Linked DNA regions of Zea mays: regions 1, 2, 3 and 5 are each linked to region 4. A link is a contact called in public Hi-C data. All regions are on one chromosome and are shown on one strand. Each heading gives the region's core, a stretch centred on a gene start, on an enhancer-like site or on the middle of the called end of the contact. The rest is flanking DNA. Distances are from core to core; before and after follow the strand shown. Region 1 holds the start of LOC103645096 (heat shock protein sti1 homolog). Region 2 holds the start of LOC100192078 (FAD/NAD(P)-binding oxidoreductase family protein). Region 3 holds the start of LOC103640976 (disease resistance protein RPP13). Region 4 holds the start of LOC100281378. Region 5 holds the start of LOC101202696 (acetyl-CoA acetyltransferase, cytosolic 1).

Region 1 (4,184 bases), core at 132-2,631, 400 kb after region 4:
CAGCGGCGCCGACGCCGGGGGCGGATTCGAGTGCAACATATGCTTCGAGCTGCCGCAGGAGCCGATCGTGACGCTGTGCGGGCACCTCTTCTGCTGGCCGTGCCTCTACAAGTGGCTGCGCATCCACTCGCACTCGCCCGAGTGCCCGGTGTGCAAGGCCGTGGTCGAGGAGGAGAAGCTCGTGCCCCTGTACGGCCGCGGCAAGGACCGCGTCGACCCGAGGTCCAAGAACGTCCCCGGGGCGGCCGACATCCCCAGCCGTCCGGCTGGGCAGAGGCCGGCCACGGCTCCGCAGGCGGACCCCAACAACGCCCACTTCCCCAACGCCGCCAACCCGGCGAACCCGTGGTTCATGGGCGGCGGCGGCGGAGGCATCCCGCTGGCCAACGCGCGCTGGGGGAACTACACCTTCTCGGCGGCGTTCGGTGGGCTGTTCCCGCTGCTCAGCTTCCAGGTGCACGGGTTCCCGGACGCCACGGCCTATGGCCAGCCAGCTGGGTTCCCGTACGGGTACGGCCACGGCCACGCTTTTCATGGCGGGCACGCTGGAGCACATGCCCACGCCGCAGCTGCAGCTCCTCGGCACGCGCAGCACCAGCAGCAGCAGGCGGATGTGTACCTTAAGGCGCTGCTCATCCTAGTCGGCGTTCTGGTTATCGCGAGCCTCGTCACGTTCTAGGGCGTCGCCTGTTGGTAGGTGTTCATCATATTGTTGCTGCCTTGCTGGTAATAAATAAGAGAGAGAGACAGAGACAACACGACCGAAACTGAATTATTCAGAGCGGTGCAATGTGTTGATAGAAGGGTTGTTGTTGTACATGCTGATACATGATTGTATACTGTGGTCTTTGAACATACATTATTATCGAATAATAATCTGGAGGCTCTGTTTGAAGTAATCTGTATTCGTTTGCTGTGAAGAAACAATGAAAACCTTCATGTCAAATGCGATTTGGTTCCAATTTGAAAGGATGAATCTGATACCTTCTTCCCTGTGTGGCAGCTTTGGTTCTATTTGGTTCAACTTTTTTTAATTAGTTTTTCTGATAATGGAAAGAATATGGTTGTAAAGAAAATCTAAGTATCGATAAGATTATATACTAAGGAATATTAAGGTGTCTACATGGTTCATAATCCAGAAAAGAAAATAATAAATTTTTAATATTATAACGACTCAACCGAATATATATTTATATTAATTTTAGCTAGTTTTTATCAAATCGGTTTTTTAAAACACTGGCTGAGGTTCGGCGGAAGCTGAAAATAGCTTTGACTCTGCTGCTCCAGAGGCAGAGTGGGGGGAGGAGCACACGTGTCGAGCTCCCACTCGTGCCCGCGCTGCCCTCCCGCCTGTCTCTTCCTTTTAACCCTCCACTGCACTTCACTCCCCAGTCCCCACACCTCCAAAGCCCAACCACTCTTCTCCGATCGATTCGAGGCCGCCGCGCCTCCGCCAACCGTACCGCTACCGAACAGGAGAGAGGATGCCGCGCCGGGAGGTGTCGCTGCCCGACGCCTTCAATCTCGTCCTCGGCAAAGGTTCGTCGTGTGTTTCGTTTCTGTTCTCTTTCTTCCGAATCCGCTAAACCCTCCCCGTCTCACTCACTGCTGCTGGCTGCTGTGCTGCATTGGCGGTTCTGGCTCCGAGCAGATCGGGACAACTGGCCTCCCGCAGCGGGCCTCCTCGTGGCCGCCTACTACGGCGACATCCGCCGCCTCAAGGGTACGTGCTGCCTGCTGCGTACGCCCCCTCTCCAGCCCTCCGCCACGGCTCAGGGGTTTTGCCTTTTGCGTTAGGGGAAGTGTTACTGTCAGATTAAGGGGTTTGATCATTTACAATGATGACTGATCGATCGATGTTTGTGCTGTGTTGGGACTTACCTGATTCCAAGCGTATGGCTTGGTGCATCTCCATCACAAATTGCACTGCGCCATCACAGCGTATGGTTTGATCATCGCACGGAAATGAAATGGACAAATTTGTTAGTTCTTGTACGGATAATCATTGGTTTCCATGTATGCCCTTCAAGGAACTGCGAACAAAAGCATTTTATTTGGAGTAGCACTGTAGCTATTGAAATTTAAAACTTATTCCCCAGAAACCATTTATTTACTATACATTCTGTGACCATCTGTTTTTTCATATGTTTCTTCAGGGCGTCCTGAAATAGCCAAATTCTTGCTTTCTAAAGGAGTTCGTGTTGATGTGGAATCAAGTGTCTTGACCCCACTGATTATTGCTACCTTTAGAGGATATCTAGTATCGTGAAGATTTTATTGGAGCACGGTGCAGATGTATGTGCTAATTGTAACTCTTATTTTTATTTGCTCTGGAACCTGCACGGTTCACTGCTCTCCCACATTGTTCCCGGTTGTATTCTCAGTTTCTCTGAACTACTGATGTGTGACCCTGATCAAAGATATGGGTAACTGGACACCCAGACATAAGCAGCTATGATGTTCTAAAATTCAAACAGTAGGACATTAGGAACATATACACTTCAATAATATACTATTGTTTTTTTTCCATCTGAAATTCTCTGCTTCTCTAGTGCGTTTTTTTTCTTTTGGCATTGATATTGATTTTTCGGTTCTTGCAGCCCAACGAGCTTTGATTGATAAAGTTACACCATTAAGCATGGCATTAAAACACTCTTATGTGTCTTGTTTGAAACTTTTGGTTCAAGTAAGCTGTTTGCTACATTCCGACTGCAATCGAATTTCCCCCTACTGATGCTGGGTCTAGCTCTGCAATTATGTCTTTGTTAGTCATCGGTTTATGGAGAAAGCGTATGATTCCTTTGTCTTCTTAAATTACCTTTGTAGGCTGGAGCTAATGTGAATGGTTTTGGATCTATCTTATAATCCCTTGGCAAGAGCTGCAGAGAAAGGTTTGACTGAAGCTATCAAGTGCTTGTTGGAAGCTGGTGCAAATCCAAACGTTCCTGACACAGTGAGATTTGCTTCTTGTTACATGCATCACTATAGTGATTTGCTTGATTTTATATCTTCCATAGCGTAATCTAATACACATATGCAATGCTGGTAACACAAAATATGATGCCATACAAGAATGTTCTTATGACAGTACAAGGTCTGTGTGGGAAGTAAACAATAAGATGTGGTCGGACTGCTTTGCTTGCTTACTTATTTTCTGCATAAGCTTATTACTGTTTTGGCAAGTCTTATGTTTTAGTTATGTTAGGAATACATATGGTTGCAACATAATAGGCTTCCTTGACCTGCTATGACAGGAGTGAATTAATAATCTTTGCGTTGGTCTGTGTATGGAATGGACTTAGAAGTGATTGCGTTCTGGATCTATAAGTAGTTAAGTACTTTGTTAGCGTTTACTTTGATTGTGTTCAGGATTTAGTGTTCTTGCTGCTGGAGCAATGTTCTTCAAAGATTAATAGTTTTTAGGCGCTTACTCTGATTTTGTTCACTTCAGGATTTAGTGTAGCTACTGCTGGAGCATAGTCCGTCAAGAATTAATAATATTTAGTTGGAGAATGCTCAATTTGCTATTCTTTTTATTTTAAAATTTTCTATACTTCATCAATATGTTTGTTTGCTCAACATTTTGGTAGGCTGCCAATAGAATTGGCTGCTGAGTATGGTACATGGGAAGATGTTGAACTTCTATTCCCTGTCACTTCCAAAATTCCAACAGTGGCAGATTGGAGTGTTAATGGAGTAATTAGTAATGTACACATGGAAGTCACACAACTAGAGGTATGCCACTTCAACATGATCATGCATCATCAACAGTTCTGTGCACATTCATTCCTTGTACAATTATGACCATAACCTTGTTGAATCAACATTTAATGAGTTTCTATTGACCTATCAAATGTGATATGCATGTGTGTTTAATTTGTATTAGAGATGCATCTGAGCTGCTCCCTAAACTCCCTTCCTGGATAACTGTTTGATTGAATGATGCTTTCTTGAATAGGCTTAGGAGATTCCTTAACTCCTGTACTATTCAAAGGACCCACGTAGACCAGTTTCTCAAATGAGTATTTTTTCTGTCTGGAATAGCAAAGTCAGAACTGGGACTGTTACAACGATAAGCAACACAATGAAAAAAATCGTTACGCTTCACCATAACAACCTGTTATACCATTGCCTCTTTTCTACATGCACTGGATCGTTGGACCTACGCCTGATTTAGTTTGCTG
Region 2 (4,144 bases), core at 800-3,299, 500 kb before region 4:
AGCAAAGTAAAGCATGACATGGCTAGAAAGTAAGAAAAAGAATAACGGTAAGTGCAAGGGACTCCCTGGAACTCTAAACAAAAGAAAGATGCAAGGGAGTGTTCTGGATCTACTGAATACAATGATGATCACAGACTACAAAACTAGAAAAATATAATAATGATGCCATTGCCCCCAATTGTGAATCTAGTGACAGTTCTGTATACTTTAATTGCACCATACCTTGGTAGTTGCACTGATGTAGCTCACGTGCTCCCCATGCCGACAATCGCAGCACAACAGGCCCACTAAGCCCCCAGTGTGTTACTAACATAGGCCCAGTCTGTAAAGACAAGTCACTTGTTGCAAGCGATGTGTATAACCAGTTGACTACCTCTCTAAGAGCCCGCCAATTGCTGAAAAGAAATGGCATGTTCACCTGAGTTAACTCGGGAACACTTTTTTGAACACCATCTAGCTTCAGTTTTGCTTTGACTATTGGAAATGTAACCTACATAGCAGAAAACACAGGGGTAAAAGTCATTGCCGCTCAGTACTCCTGTTATGAACAAAAATCAGCTGTGCGGTGAGGCTTCCTTCTGTAAGACGCATGCTTGATGTTTAATCATGTTCCTCCTCAGTAGCAATTAAATTATGGATACTAGTAGGCAGGTAAACAGAGGAAACTCATGTAATTTGGCTGCACGACTTATAAATTATCACTATTCTATTACTGGATAGAGTAATTCTTATCTCTTAGCATGGGATTTGAAACAGTTTATGTGGATGCATACCCCGGCGAGATCAGCCAGCCGCTTGTCTGCGATTTTAAATGTGAACAAGCTGGGAACTGGTGCAATAATGGAATGACCGAGTTGTGCAGCGATTGAATAGCCCTACAGGTAAGCAAGACGTTAACTGCGTACCATTTTGCCCTATGATATGGTGAAAAGATATGAATTTGCAACGAGAGGGGCAAAAAAGAATTTACGTACATGTTGGCTGCTACCTGTAGCAACCAAGATGTAATTAGCGTTGATATAATCAACAAGATCGGCAGTACGCTTCTCCACCTTGAGAACAAACTTCCCGTCTTGAGCAACAGATGCACTAGACACAGTTTTGCCGGCCTGCAGAGAAACTTCCATTTGGTTTTGAAGTGGTCAGGGAGTGGTGGCCACAGCATCAGGGGGAAATCAACAGGAAAGATAATAATTAATTAGCAAGAGGTACCCCCAAGCCTTCTTGCTTCGTTCAGTAGACAGTCTACAACTGAAGCTGAATTGTCAGTGACAGGGAAGACTCTGCCATCGTCCTCCGTCTGACAGTGACATGACAACCAACATGAGGAAGGGAGCAACATTAGCAACCAGTAGCTGCGGAGGAATGCATACAGAATACAAGATCCTGAAGCAACTAGTCGGCTACCTTAAGCTTTACACCGTGATCTGTGAACCAGCGCATGGTATCCTGCGGACCGTGAGCGGTAAAGAAGGATCCTCGGAGCTCCTTGTTCCCCCTTGGATAATTTCTCGCCAGTCCCTGCAAACCCCAGAACAACGGGCACTGCTAAATATGTTTGCAGCAGCACGAGAACGGCAGTGACAGGCCGGATGATGGCGTGGGCACCGACCGCGACCAAGATAGGAGTATGACGCGAGATTGCTCGTTACCATGGGCTCAAGGTGATGGCCATTGGTTACGTTGCAGCGGCCACCGCCGGAGATCTTGACCTTGGACAAGAACCTGCCTTTCTCCACAACCGCGACGTTGAGGTGCGGAGCAAGGGTCTTGGCCCTTATGGAGGCGTACACGCCCGCCGCGCCGCCCCCCACAACGACCAACGATGGCTCCTCCTCGTGCTGCCCCTGCACAGACGAGATGACACCAAGCTCAAACGCTGCGGCGGGCGGGGGACATCATGGCATGAAAAGAGCTTAGCGGCGACAGGGCACATGGGTCTTACCTGCTCGTAGGTAGGAGAGGCGGGGGTAGAAGAGAGACATCTCGTCCTGGAGAATACGGTGGCGCGGCGAGCGGTGGTGAGGGTAGGCTGGAGACACGGCGGCCATGGCGGCATTTCGTCGAACAGCTCCGCTGCTGCTACTGCTATATCTACGTGTGCCCAGCTGACGGAGGTGGGCGCTCTACACTTCACACAATCACCTTGATAACTGGGCCCACCCTCGTATCTAGTCTGGCCGCTTGTTAACGATGATTCTGGAATTGGGCCGGGCCTGCTTCTTCCAATTTGAGATCCATTCTACTGAAATTTGTACGCTGAATTTTATAAATTCCAACTGAGATCCAGAACGATGATTTTAAAATCCTCACATTTTAGTTTGGATAGCATAGCGCACGGAAGTAGTAGAATCAGCTATATGTAGTAGGTTCAGATTTCTCAAATAAAGAAGCTATATATGAACGTATATATCACAGCATGATGAGCCGATTTGCTGGCCACAAGAAAGCACAGCATATATATAACACACACATATATATATATGTCTGTGGCCCACCGGAGAGAACGAATTGAACTTGGTCCGGTTTCAGGCCTAGCTTGAGCGCCTTTTTTTTTTGTACAAAAGAAGGCGGAAGAAGAAGAAAAGATGGGCGTTCCTTTCCCTGTTGGATCTTTTCAGAAAGGCAAAGCAGCAGGAGCAACAAAGATGGTGCTCAAGAGCTTAATAATATAGGGTATGTTTGGTTTAACTTTTCTCTGACTAGTTTTTTCTAAAAATATGACTGTTAGAAGAATCTGAGTATAATAAAGATTACGTAAATGATTCTAACTTTCTTAAGGAAAAAATAATCCAGACTTTTTTTTGTTCCTTTGTGCGTTTTAACAACTATCTGGTCAAGTATCTAGCAGCTCAAGTGGCGGCGTGGAGCTGCTGTCTTCCCAGTGCTCACCCATGCTTGCACTACATACTACTCCCGCCGCGCTGACTGCACGTACGTACTAGCGTTCACATTTCCTTCGGTAGCTAGGCAACGCAGGCATCTTTCAGTTTGTCAGTTAGCGCTATCATCACCGGCGAGCATGGCATGGCATGGCAGGCATGCCTCTTTTTCAGTTTAATTTGTCAGTTAGCCTGATGCATGGAGGCTGGAGCCGTCTGCCCCACGTCGACGTACGTACTTACTATACGTGTGGGTTCAGAATTCCATTCATTCACACGCCTACTTGCACTTGCAGAGACAGGGGTATCAATATCATACTGAGAGTGTGTGTGAACAACGGTTCACTTCACCGCCCGGTCCAGTATCTGTGGCGGCGACAGAGCGTTCGGCGGTTTCACTCTACCCAAGCTGCTACAGTACGTAGCAGCAGAAGCAGGGTGACTTACTCCCTCGATTTCAGTGCACACATGTATTTGTTAGTTGTAGAAAAAAAGAGACCGTGTGATAAATAGATATGAGAAATAATAGTTTGTAATTTTAGTGTGATATAGGAGGATGATATAAAGTGAAACGATGTAGGTCTAGTTTAGATACTCTAGAACGAGAGAGATTGAAGTAGATTGAGATGTATTGTGATAGTATCTATTACGATCTCTACTTAGCTTGCTTCTAATCACTTAATAATACTGAACTCTATGTGCTTGTACCCAACCTAAACTCAGTCGTTGTCAGGATTAATAACGGACGTCGACGGCATATTGACAGGGCACATGCATGGACGGACTGAATTGAGGCGCCGGTCAGCCGGGGTGTCAATATTCAATAGTGAGGACAACAACGTAGATATGCACGCGATTCATACTTTTGTCTCGTGTATTAAAGACTAGTTTAGAACCGAATAATGTTGAAGGGACTAAAATTCTCTTCTTATTCAATTTTAATAAAAAGGGTTTATTTTAGCCCCTCCAACATTCTCCAGTATTTTAGCTCCTAAAATAAATAGCCCTAAGGAAAAACTTGTGTTGATTCAAAAAGACATCATCATCGATCACAACGACGTCCAACAAAAACAGATAATGTATATAAAAAAACACGCAACGATTGCACCCGACCGTTCTCTTTTGCTTTTTTATTTATTTTCTATAGATAGATAGCCGGTGCCATCTCGTCGACCCACCATTATATTTGGGTGCGGACAGATTGACTCGACATCTTCCTACTGCTGCTGCAGTACATCCGATAATGCAATAATTATTGTGAT
Region 3 (4,134 bases), core at 1,233-3,732, 350 kb before region 4:
GCCAGTATGTGTTCACCATGAAACATTTTTCGAAATGATAGGCACTTAACTACTGCACTAGTAGAAGAAAATGCACCTTCACAGTTTTATCACCTTAAACAAGAATCACAATATACATGTTGAAATGAAGTGCCAAATTTTTTAACACTGGAACTAGCAGGTAATAGGATGAAAATATGTTTCCTCGTTTGTATTGGGAACATAAGAATATAAGATATTTTCCAGCACTATCTGCATGTAGCAGTGAGGTGCGCACACAAGAAGAAAAGGAACAGGGAAACAGAAACAGAATAGGGACCATTTTAAATTGCGTACTAGAATACATGATATGAACTTGCTTTCAACTCTTGTGTTTATGCTTGACCCAGGGTGATAACCTTGTGTCTTGTTCAGAGTGGTTGTGTGTGGTGACTGTGTTGTGTCTTGTTGTGTCATGTGTGTTGAGTTATGTGTGTTGTGTTGTACCTTCTTCTATCTATTAATGGAAAGATACGCAGATCTCCTGCGTGTTCGAGAAATACATGATATGAAAAAAAAGGTCAAATTAAAGTACAAAACGAGAAAAAAATGAAAACCAGATAGTAGTGTACCACTCAGGATCCATTTCAACCGATGAAGAACTCCAAATTTCAGAAGGAGAACTTTCAATTTGATATGTTTCCTTGTTCTGGTTAAGCTCATCAATCCTTTCATTGATCTTAGATATTTGATTTGACAGCCCATGACGTACAAAAAACTGCCCAACATAGACACGTTAATTTGCAAACCATTAGTGTAGAGATTTGTGATGAACCTCAAATGAACCTACAGGGATGACTAAACCAAATCAAAGGAGCAAATGCCTGGTTTTAAACCAAAAATAAAAGGAGAGTCAAATTTCTTTAACCTTGACCAGATTTATAGAAAAAATATATTACTAAACAAATGCACTATCCAAACATAATTCATAGAAAACTAATCTGGTGTAACTTGGCCAAAGTTTGACTAACAAGACTTAAATGACTTGCATTTTGGACCGGAGAGAGTACACATTTATTTGCCCAAAAGATCAGAAGGTCTTTAATGATGTACTGATTGGAAAAAGGAGAGTCTGGAGCAAGAATCTCAGAAAATACAGGTGTGTCAAACAACAGTAGCTGACACCCAATGAACACTAAGCATGTCCGACCATAGAAACTGACTAGGGGTGTTATCCATAGGCTAAGAATCAAAAGTTTGGTATTGGCCATGCAAGTGTTAATTCCAGAACAAATTTACGTCCTGGATGAAGTAGCCACAGACATATTTGAATAAGAGCATAGAATGGACGCCAAGAAGGCAAAAAATACCCCCATTTCGTACTCAGCATATATTTCCCTCATATAGACTTCATGTATTATGCATTTCTTTTCTTTTTCCGCATTGATGGATTTCAAGAAGAATGCGCCAAAACAAATCATCTAAACATGAATATAGATAAGTAGTCGAGGAAAAATACTGAAGGGGTGTTTGGTTTTATGAACTAATTTTTAGTCCCTCCATTTTATTCCACTTTAGTTCCTAAATTGTCAAATACGGAAACTAAAATAGAGTTATAGTTTCCGTATTTAGCAATTTATAGACTAAAGTGAAATAAAATGGAGAGACTAAAAATTAGTCCCTAGTAACCAAACACTCCCTGAGTCGTCTACAGCAATGTTGTAATTGACATATTTGCTTAGAGCCTAGAGGTTCAGTGATAGAAACTCTCTAAAACTACTGCCATGTCTTGTTTAGGAGATGCGAAGTTTCGTTTTCTGTTTTCCTATTTTTGTCTATTACCACAGCTCGCTTGCAAAGTGGTACTGATTCCAGAAAACGATCGGTTGACATGAAAAAAAAGAGGCGAAGCCACAAGATCAGAAATAGAATAGTTCCGTTTTTCTACTTTCGTTCAATTAGGCAAGTTTCGATGGTGCCTGCTAAAAGATGTCATGGTACCGAACCGCAGCAAACCAGAATGAGCTTACCTGCGTGGCGAGGTCCTGGACGAGGCTGACGGCGTCGCGGTGCCAGCCCCACCACCATCTGCGGCGCCGGCGCCACCGGGCCCCGGGGCGGCAGGCCTCGACGCGGAGGTGGAACTCATCGACGGCGTCCTCAACCTCGAAAGCAACCTCTCTGGTCTCGCGCAGCCAGAGCAGGAGCAGCTCGCTTGCGCGGCCGCGGCGCTGGCGGTCGGCCCCGCGTACGAGCGCCTGCAGGTAGGCCAGCTTCCGCCGCAACGCCCGGATCTCGGCGTCCACGCGCAGCAGCGCCGTCGCCTCCTCCGCCGCCAGCTCACCCAGCTTGGCCAGCACCCCCGTCACCCCCGCGTCCGCCATGGCTGTCGCCGGGACCGAAAGGCTGAAACTGTCACAGTGATCAGTGATGTAAAGTTTGGTTGGTTGGTGTTAGCGGGTGTATGGCAGTATGGGTAGTCATTTTTAGCCATTTACTTTAGCGGGTGTATATGGTTGGTGTTGGCGAGACCGAAAGGCAGACCAGCCTGGATGTTCCTAGTCGAAAAGTGTCAGTGTTAGGATCTACCGACCTAACCAATTAGTGAAATAATGCCGTGTCCTTATGATCTAAATGGTGATGCAAGTTGACACAAATTTTTTATCCTGGTTCAAGCCAGGAGAGACCCTACTTCCAGCAGAATGGAATGAAACTTATATTACTCGCACCTAAGTGCTTGCAGTAGGGAGTACAAACTAAGCGAGAGGGAAGGATCCCAAGTCCAAGTAGATGATTGAGGCAAGTGTCAATAACATGTGGAGGAGAAAATTTGTGAAGTGTGTGCCCCTACCTCCATGAAGCCATATACTATCCTATTTATAGGCCGAGGGGGTTGCCGGGAGGACGGGTTTGGCTGCGCACTGTGGGAAGATGTCTTTGTATCCCTGTATATGGTATGATCGGTGGTATGGTCTTGTATTTGTTGTTGACTTGTGCTTGCTTGGTTTCTGCTGAGAGCCGAGGCCGACGTCGATAGCTCGGTCACGTATCTGAGCCCCCTAGCGAGGAGTTGCCCATACTGTAGTGGTTTGACACAGTGCTAAGTATGGGAAAAAGTTTCTTAGGCGGTGCGTCAGCTCTGCAGTACTTGATGACGTTGGCATTCTCTGTTGCGGATATCGAGGTCAAAGTCGGGCTCGGGCGAGGCAGAAGTCCTTCAAGGTCACGACTGAACTGGTTCTGAGATTCGAAGACGTGCGCCACAGTCGAAGGAGTGGTCTCCTACAGGAGCAGGTAGATGAGACCGGGCTCGGGCGAGGCGGAGTGTTGTCCCGAGGGCGAGTTCTGCCCCGGCAAGACGGAGTTTGCGCCCGAGGGCTGGTCTGCGCCACTGTCGTATTGCGCATCCCATCAAGAGTTAGTAGACGACGTGTGTGTACAGTGGTTGCACACGTAATCGTAGTTGATGAATCTTTTGACAGGACTGCGGTCTTGTTGTCCTTACACATACAGGCTTGAGTGGGGTATGTACGCACATTTAATGCGACTGTCCCCCGACGGACTTCAGATAAGTCTTCCCCTGGGTTTGTCTCCCTTGCCCGAGGCGGGCACGGGCGAGGCGGAAACGTCGTTCTGGGGTGAGGGGACCTCGACCGAGACAAGGATTGTCCCGAGAATACACATCGTCCGAGAACAGGCTTGGGCGAGGCGGAGTTTGTGAAGACCCTTGAGGGGGACCTCGGGCGAAGCGTGGCTTTTGATCCTTCGACCTCGGGGACATCAGGGAACGTAATTTGATAATGTTCTTAGGGTTTAATCGCATTTTAGGGGTGTAATCTAGGTACCCCTAATTACCATACCCGACAAAGATGGATGAAGATTTAAGGTTGGGAGAAAGCTAAACTAGGTCTAAATTACTCGTACTCTTAATGCGATAAAGAACAAAAAATAAAGTAGATTGTATTTGTCGGGTACCGTAATTAGGGATACCCCCAATACTCCTTAACATGGCTGAAAAACATCCTCAAAACAGACCGTAAAGACTAATAGGCACGGTTCAAGTCAAGGCCTCGTCTACCAAGGGACGCGATCTCATCCGAGCCCAGCCTCGGGCAAGAACAGTAGTCTCGGACGGATTCACACCTCGCCCGAGGGCATCCTCAGGTAGTGGGCGCA
Region 4 (4,098 bases), core at 952-3,451:
GGAACCCGAGCTCCTGCACCAGGCCGCGGACCGTCCAGCCCTAGGCCGCGGACAGTCCGCCCTTGCGCAGAGAGCACCACCGCGCCTCGCACCAGGCCGCGGACCGTCCGGCCCCTGCGCGCGGACCGTCCGCCCCTGTGCAGAGGGCACCGCCGCTGGTTCTCTTGAGTAATTGGCGCCTCCGAAAAGGCGTCAACAATTTAAACATTAAAAGGTTATGAAATGCCAAATTTCAAACCAAATAGCCTACTCCATTAATAGATTCAAATTCCTTCGAGACGAAGGGATCCAGACTGTCCCAAATATGATTTTATTTGACGTAAGATGATGTGCAAGGGTGTGCTGGTGTGTGCGTGTTTGGTTAGATATGATTATTGTGCCTATGCTTGAGAGAATTCTTTAAGCTCAGCCATTGGGGGAAATGCAAAATTTCACTTTGAATCCTGGTTTACCTTATATTCTCTTTTCTTGAACGCAAAGGTTTACCTTATGTTCTCAAAATTGAAGCAGCAGCTCATCTTCTTAGGAAATAAAATAGGTCCAGTTATTTCAATATTTTTTCCAAACACCAAGTTGGTCTGCTCTAGTAGCTTCAAACCTTTCAAGTCCAGGGTCTGTCTCTTGCGGTTACGGCTGAGCTCTGTTTGAAAGTTCCAGATTCATATTTGCAGGAGCCCGGAAGAGCTGAAGCCGCATTCGCTCAATACGATGTTGCAACTGTACTAAAGAAGTTCTACTCCATTGAAATAGATGAACTCACTGCTCCTCCTGGAGTGGAGATCATAGACTTTCTCGAGGCATCTCCATCACCACTTCCTTGGCTCAGCGAGGAAGAACTGGGCCAGTACGCCGAAAAGTTTCGGAAGTCTGGGTTCACTGGACCCCTCAACTACTACCGCATGTGGGAGACGTAATTTCCTCACCTTGTATCCTATCCTTGTGTCTTGTTATTGCCTTACACACACTGTAGTATGTGATGTAGTTGTGAGTAACTGCAGGAATTGGAGACTTCTTGCACCCTGGAACGAGGCCAAGATTACAGTGCCCGTCAAGTTCATAGCTGGTGATAAGGACATCGGTGTCCAGTCCTTTGGGGTTGAGAAGTACATCAAGAGTGGGGAATTCAAGTCCACTGTCCCAGATCTTGAAGTCGCGGTCATTGAAGGCCACCATTTTCTCCAGCAAGAACAGGCCGAGAGGGTGAATTCGGAGATAATTTCCTACCTCGTCAGGTTTACTAGCCAGGAGGCATCATCTTGATGCTTTGCTCCCAGTTGAACCTGACCAGAAAAAAAATGATGTGCGATGGGACTCCATTTCTTTCTGAACTGAAAAGGTCTTGAATTGCCGAATAAAGTGTGAGTAGAGTTGAAAAGGGATGGAAGTCCCGTCCGTACTGTTTTCCACATTTGACCCGTCCGTTTTCGTATTTGTGGAAAAATCTAGAAATAGGACAGAAACGAGAGAGGATCTATCCCGACCATTTTTGCGGAATCCCGTTTTTTTCTAGATTTAACCCATATTTATTCCGTATTCAAGAAACCAAGATGACCCAATATGTATTAGTTTACAAACTAAAGCATCATATTTTAAAGTTATATATTATAACATAAATGGTCATTCTAGTCACCGGCTCTCCTCAATAATAAGTGGTCTAAAAGTTCAAACAACATCGATCGTAGCTATATGTACACCGCTAATAATCAAACAACAATTAAATGTTATCTTTTTATATCTATTTGTTTTATGTTATTGCCTTGCTAGTCAGTTATCAATATCATATGTGTGTCTATATTAAATTACGAGTTTCTGCTTAATATTTTCGCTCTCATTCATTTTCGTACACCTGTTTATTCCGCTCCCGTTTTCGTACCCGACTATTCTAGAATCGGTTCTGTTTCCGATGATATAATGTGGCAACCGAAACAAGATAGGGGTTGTTTTGTTTTCATCCCAAATTAAGTGTGAGCTAGGCATTTGCTGGCTTGATGTTACTTGTACGAATAAAAAGAGCACGTGACAAAAAAAAAACTTGGTGCTCAAAGCTTGCGTGCTTGTGTTGCTTCTGCTAGTCATTGCAGCCTTGCAGTCTTGTAGGCAGAAGGTGCAATCGACGCGTGCACTATGGAACATGTGATCCAGAACGAGCCAGGTGGTTGAGATGATTAGTATTTATGGTTGAGATGATTTGTATTTCTGGAAGTGAGAACAGCCATTGAGCAGCAGGTAGCGCGTCAAGCGAGCAGAGCAGCGAAAAGCATGGATGCCGAAGCCGCCGCCGCCGAGGGCCAGGTGCGGCACTGGACCGCGGACGTCAACGGCATTTCCCTCCACGTCGCCGAGCGCGGCGCCGCCGACGCGCCGGCGGTCCTCCTCATCCACGGCTTCCCGGAGCTCTGGCTCTCGTGGCGCCACCAGATGGCCGCGCTCGCCGCCCGCGGCTTCCGCGCGCTGGCTCCCGACCTCCGTGGCTACGGCGACTCGTCTGTGCCCACCGACCCCGCCGCCTACTCCATCCTCCACCTCGTCGGCGACTTGGTCGCGCTCCTTGACCACCTCCAACTCACAAAGGTGCCGCCTTTTTTCCCCCGGCCGCGCTCTTGTTTAGCACTCCACGTCACGATCGTGAGTGACCCAACCGCTGCGCGCGCCGTAATCTGGCAATCTGCCATGGATGGATGGCGGACCTGTAGGTGTTCGTGGTTGGGCACGACTGGGGCGCGATGGTGGCGTGGCACCTCTGCCTGTTCCGGCCGGACCGGGTGCGCGCCGCTGTTGTCCTGGGGATCCCCTACTTCCCCCGCGGCCCTCGCCCGATGACGGACTCATTTGCCAAGCTCGGCGATGGATTCTACATCAATCAGTTCCAGGTGGAGATCTCTTTCCTTTCGCTGGCTGGCCCAATTATTTAGTTCTTTTGGCTTTTGAATCTTCTCTACATCATGGAAATCAGTATGCAATGCAACTAGCTAGTGCATGCTAAAGCAGTACACGCTTGTAATGGTGATCTGTGCTTGCAGGAGCCAGGAAGAGCCGAGAGGGCATTTGCTCGCTACGATGTTGCGACGGTCCTAAAGAAGTTCTACGCCTTGAAAATCGACGAGATGATTGCTCCTCCTGGAGTGGAGATCATAGACTTTCTCCAGGCACCTTCTTCGCCGATTCCCTGGATGACAGACGAAGAACTGGGACGGTACGCCGAGAAGTTCGAGAAGACTGGCTTCACAGGACCCCTCAACTACTACCGCATGCTTGAAACGTAATTTCCACACCGTCTGCCCTCCCTCTCGCACTGATACAGATACCGATACCCCTCTGTTACTGTGTAATGTGGCCTTAATTTGCAGAAACTGGAGACTGACTGCACCTTGGAGTGGATCGAAAATCACAGTGCCTGCGAAATTCATACTCAGCAAGAACGACGTCGGCCTGCAGTCCTTCGGAACCGAGAAGTACGTCAAGAGTGGCGCTCTGAAGGAGAACGTTCCAGACCTTGAGATTTCGATCATCGAGGGGCACCATTTCGTCCAGCAGGAAGAGGCCGGGACAGTGAATTCGGAAATACTCTCCTTCCTTGGCAAGTTTCCCAGCGAGGGAGGATCAGCGTGATTGTTATTTATTGTTTGCAGCCAGTCCCGGACTCCTGAGAGGAAGATGGCCTCCGAATGATCCGAGGGTTTATGATTGAATAAAGTGAGAGCTCAGATCGATAGCCGTCTGTTGGCTTGCATTAAAAAAATAAAGAGCTTGCATGTAAAACTATTTATGAACGAATAAACTTCTGTCATATACTCGCAAGTCTCAACATTGTTTACATGCCAGCCAACGAACAACTAAGCAGAAGTGCAGAACACATCATCTGCAGCGCACAAAAGTTTTCTTTTACACAACCGGGGAAAACGCACAGAGAAAAAAAAAACTGCACAAGATGAGCCAATTCATTTACACAGTCCATAAAAAGGCGAACGGGAACAGTTCAGCCTCGTCAGCATACAGGTGAAGCGCACTTCTCCGCCGACGGCGACGCACGCTTGGGCTTGATGGACCGGACCTTCACGTAGCGGCGCACCATTCCGATCACCCTCCGTCCCGCCGGCA
Region 5 (4,023 bases), core at 964-3,463, 400 kb before region 4:
AAGCATGGCATCAACAAGTGTGTCATGTCCAAAACGAGACCCTTTCCTGCATTCGTATGTAGAATATTTTCCAGATTATAGCAGTTGGAATCAGGGTTCATAATTTCGGTCGGAAATTCCCGAAATTTCCTTGATTTCAGTGGGATCCAAAAAATATATATTTCCGAAATGGACACTGTTTAAGATAAATTATAGCATTTTTAGTTTTATTTTTTTTTAAATTATTTGACTTTGACCTAGAATTTCCGAAATTTTGGAAATATCCTGTTTTTCGGTGGGGGACGATTTTTTTCTTTTCCGAAATTGTTAACCCTGGCTGGAATCTGTTTTAACCAAGAACATATATAGTCTTTTGAATTGCTTTGCTGATGGTGAATGCTCGAATCATAAAACCAGGTGTAGAGAGTGTAATTTAAATAAGTAAACAGCTCCTATATGTGAAATAACTCAAGATATGCTTTGGTAATGCACCGGCACCACTGGATGTATCAAGACAGTACTTTGCATACCTAGCTTCAGCAATGTACTTTGGGGCATTGGACATGCTTTCCATGCCACCTGCCACAACAATATCATTGATACCCAGCTGAATTGACTGTGCGGCGAACATAGTAGCTGCAGAGTGTGCAGAGAGTAATTGGTCAGATGATACACACACACCTGAACACTTCACATGTGTAAAAAACAATGAACAGCAAGCAGATCAATTATACAAACATGGATAGATGAATTAGCTTCAGACCTTTCATGCCAGATGCGCAGACTTTGTTAACAGTGGTGCAAACAACAGTGTTTGGTATCCCTGCACCCAGAGCGGCTTGCCTTGCAGGAGCTTGTCCCAAATTAGCACTCAAGACGTTTCCGAAAAAGACCTCCTGCACGAGGGCCGGATCCACATTTGCTCTTTTCAGAGCAGCTAACGGCCCCAACCATGCTCATGTCAGTGCTGTTATTGGGGGTGAAACAGATACAGAATGTTCGTAGCTCAGAAAAAAAGATTATTTGGATGTCACCTTCAATTGCTATAGAACCAAGCTTTGTTGCGGGCAAGGAAGACAAGGCACCAAGGAAACCACCCAAAGGGGTGCGTGCAACGCCAACAACACATACATCTGTAAGGAAGAAAAGATTATCGACTGCTGAATGTAGATTTTTCTTTAAAGAAACACGTAGAATGCACCTTCTTCACACTGAATGTACAAACCATGGTTGCTTATACATCCTTCTATTGGTACGAAGGTACAAAGAGAGAAAAACAAACGGAACTAGGAAAACACACACTGCACTGCTAGTGAACCACCTGTTCTATGATTGGCGCTATAACATAGTACACAATAAAGTAAACGCAGTAGCTTGCTACATAGAGCCAAGTAAAGTAGTGTGTGCGGCACTCCCACCTGTGCAGTCCACCAAAGAGGGAGAAAAATAGAACTTGTGGACGTATTTCGCAGAAACTGGCGAAGAGCATGCCAACAAATCGTGAAAAGCTAGCAATAGGCCCTATGAACTGTCCGGCAAAGAGATGCCGGCACACATACACAAGAATGAGATATGAGAAGAGCGCGCGCGGGGGTGAGGGGGCGGGCATGGAGGACCTAGAGCGCCCCAATGCGCCGCAGGACGAAATTAAAATGCGCTAGATTTACATGGAGAGCAACTAATTACTAGCTCGCAAGGTACATGAACCAAAATTCCACCCAGTATAGCGGAATTCCGCCTCCGACATGTCAGATCGGTCATCGGTGGCTGGGACTGGAACTAGAATGAGAATGGACGCGCCGAACACCGGCCAAGTGTGAATGAGAATGCTTATCAGTGAAGACTGAAGACGCGACGCGATACGGTGATAGTACCTCTTGGGGCGATGCCGTTGGATGCCATGGCCGGCGGCGGTCGGGACTAACAACACCGAGCGACCTGCGAATCCAGAAACGCAACAACAATGGAGCAGCGATCCGTGATCAATCCGTCCCAATAGAAAGAGAGATCACGCAGGCGCCCGACCGAGTAGGGTAGGCCGCCAAGAGAAGAGCAGAGGGCGAGAGGAGGAGATGAGCTCACCGCGCAGCCTGGGTCGCCTGGACTCTGGAGAGCAGCAGTGGCGGGATGGGCGAGACGTGAGAGTGGCGAGTGGCGGCGGCGGTTGGCGGAGTGCACGAGGAGATGGCAGTCCGTTATTTATTTTTAGTACGGGCACGGGAACGCGGGCAGTTGGGCTCGCCAGAGCTGGATCGGCCCGGGTGATTCTTTTTTAAACATGTAATTGATACGATGAAATTGATTGGCCTTTAAGCACATTATGGCACCATAGATGGACTTAATTTATTCTGACAATAAATAGACAAGTGGGAGTTGATCTACCTAGTCAACATAAATTAATTGGAATTTTATGTCTTCCTTCTTCCCTTGGAAGAGTAGCTATAAGAGAGAGGAGGGCTCGACGACGGTAGCACTGACACGAGAGAGGTTAACGGTGACGGCGACCAGTGAGGGAAAGAGAGCAGTAGGGACACGGGGAGGGGAAGCTAGCTATAAGAGAGAGGAGGGCTCGACGACGATAGCAGTGACATGAGAGAGGTTAACGGTGACGACGACCAGTGAGGGAAAGAGAGCAGTAGGGACACGAGGAGGGGAAGCTAAGGTCACGAGGAAGGGATGGAGGATGATAAAAAAATAATAGTGTCTATTGGATTTGAGCGAGCAAGGGAGATAGAGTTTGAAAGGATCACAATGCCCAAGAGGGGGGTGAATTGGGCTTTTCTAAAAATCAACACTAATTAAAACCTAAGCAAGAGCTAAACAAGAGCCCAACTTCACCCCAACAACTAGCACTAAGAATATAATACTAGAAATGTAACAAGGCTAAGATAATACTCCAAATACTTGCTAAACAAATGCGCAATATAAAGTGCTTGAATTAAGTGCGGAATGTAAAGCAAAGTTTAGAAGACTCCTCCAATTTTTCCCGAGGTATCGAAGAGTCGGCACTCTCCACTAGTCCTCGTTGGAGCACCCGCGCAAGGGTATCGCTCCCCCTTGGTCCTCGCAAGAACCAAGTGCTCACTACGAGATGATCCTTTGCCACTCCAGCGCGGTGGATCCCTCGAGACCGCTTACAAACTTGAGTCGGGTCACCAACAAGATCTTCACGGTGATCACCGAGCTCCCAACGCCACCAAGCCGTCTAGGTGATGCCGATCACCAAGAGTAACAAGCCGTAGACTTTCGCTTGACCAAGAGAAGCCTAATGCAAGTGGTGTGTGCTCTAGGTGGCTCTCACTAGCGCTAATGAGGAACAAGCGCGGATTATGATTCTCTAATCTCCTCACTAGGCTTTTGGTGCTTGCAATGCTCTACCAAAGTGCTGGAATAAATGTGGAGTGCAAGACAATAAATATGGTGGGTGGAGGGGGTATAAATAGCCCTCACCCACCAACTAGCCGTTACAGGCACTTTACTGAGCGATGGCGCACCGGACAGTCCGGTGCGCCACCGGTGCGCCAACGGTGCGCCACTGGTGCGCCAACGGTCACTTCCAACGGCTAGTTCTGACAGAGAGCCGTTGGACTCATGGCGCACCGGACAGTGAACAGTCCACTGTCCGGTGCACACCGGACAGTCCGGTGCGGTGTCCGGTGTGCCACTAAAATTCAACTCTGAACACTGCGCTCTCGGGTTTCTGCGAAGGGAAGACACTGCCGTGGACCAGCCTGGCCCCACCTGGCAGAGGGTGCACCGGACAGTCCGGTGCACACCGGACAGTCCGGTGCCCCTAAGCCAGAAACCCTATCTCTTGTTTTTCAGCTGATTTTCAAATCGGTTTTCGCTTTAACTTGTGTGTGAGTTCTAGAGTGACACCTAGCACTGTATATGAGTGTGATTGTGCACCAACACTACACTAGAACTCTCTTGGTCAAACTACTCATCGACAACCCCTCTTTATAGTACGGCTAAAAGAGAATAAAAGACCTAACTAAATCGCGAGTGTCCACATCTCCTTGACACTCGGACTCCGTAGACCTT

What was found. Hi-C and Micro-C count contacts between places; a contact is called where the count stands out from the background.
Region 1: a Hi-C map of ear shows a contact between it and region 4, with 2.2 times the contacts expected there. The contact joins the promoter of LOC103645096 here to the promoter of LOC100281378 in region 4. A contact is called at or near these places in 2 of 25 Hi-C or Micro-C datasets (ear and tassel).
Region 2: a Hi-C map of ear shows a contact between it and region 4, with 2.5 times the contacts expected there. The contact joins the promoter of LOC100192078 here to the promoter of LOC100281378 in region 4. A contact is called at or near these places in 6 of 25 Hi-C or Micro-C datasets (ear, endosperm, leaf and 1 more).
Region 3: a Hi-C map of leaf shows a contact between it and region 4, with 6 times the contacts expected there. The contact joins the promoter of LOC103640976 here to the promoter of LOC100281378 in region 4. A contact is called at or near these places in 6 of 25 Hi-C or Micro-C datasets (ear, endosperm, leaf and 1 more) and 1 of 3 datasets of contacts at active chromatin or transcription factors (leaf).
Region 5: a Hi-C map of leaf mesophyll shows a contact between it and region 4, with 2.6 times the contacts expected there. The contact joins the promoter of LOC101202696 here to the promoter of LOC100281378 in region 4. A contact is called at or near these places in 5 of 25 Hi-C or Micro-C datasets (bundle sheath, ear, leaf mesophyll and 2 more).

What each region holds. Positions count from the first base shown.
Region 1 is chr1:183,680,495-183,684,678 of Zm-B73-REFERENCE-NAM-5.0, reverse strand. LOC103645096 (heat shock protein sti1 homolog) reads left to right here and starts at 1,381. Exons shown (of 7, transcript XM_035964155.1): 1 at 1,381-1,539; 2 at 1,652-1,723; 3 at 2,827-3,735. The coding sequence starts at 3,715. LOC100283782 (RING finger protein 5) reads left to right here. Exons shown (of 2, transcript NM_001156681.2): 2 at 1-899. The coding sequence ends at 679.
Region 2 is chr1:184,577,229-184,581,372 of Zm-B73-REFERENCE-NAM-5.0, reverse strand. It overlaps LOC100192078 (FAD/NAD(P)-binding oxidoreductase family protein), which reads right to left and starts at 2,049. Exons shown (of 15, transcript NM_001137501.1): 1 at 1,946-2,049; 2 at 1,653-1,847; 3 at 1,408-1,521; 4 at 1,213-1,300; 5 at 975-1,120; 6 at 774-875; 7 at 419-490; 8 at 223-322. The coding sequence starts at 1,655.
Region 3 is chr1:184,426,423-184,430,556 of Zm-B73-REFERENCE-NAM-5.0, reverse strand. It overlaps LOC103640976 (disease resistance protein RPP13), which reads right to left and starts at 2,482. Exons shown (of 3, transcript XM_008664410.4): 1 at 1,989-2,482; 2 at 591-736. The coding sequence starts at 2,342.
Region 4 is chr1:184,076,576-184,080,673 of Zm-B73-REFERENCE-NAM-5.0, reverse strand. LOC100281378 reads left to right here and starts at 2,201. Exons shown (of 4, transcript NM_001154296.2): 1 at 2,201-2,571; 2 at 2,694-2,870; 3 at 3,021-3,259; 4 at 3,348-3,791. The coding sequence starts at 2,260. The coding sequence ends at 3,609. LOC111589236 (epoxide hydrolase A) reads left to right here. Exons shown (of 4, transcript XM_023301309.2): 3 at 672-910; 4 at 999-1,384. The coding sequence ends at 1,260.
Region 5 is chr1:184,475,834-184,479,856 of Zm-B73-REFERENCE-NAM-5.0, reverse strand. It overlaps LOC101202696 (acetyl-CoA acetyltransferase, cytosolic 1), which reads right to left and starts at 2,213. Exons shown (of 14, transcript NM_001279386.2): 1 at 2,062-2,213; 2 at 1,854-1,917; 3 at 1,014-1,112; 4 at 743-916; 5 at 510-615; 6 at 1-46. The coding sequence starts at 1,881.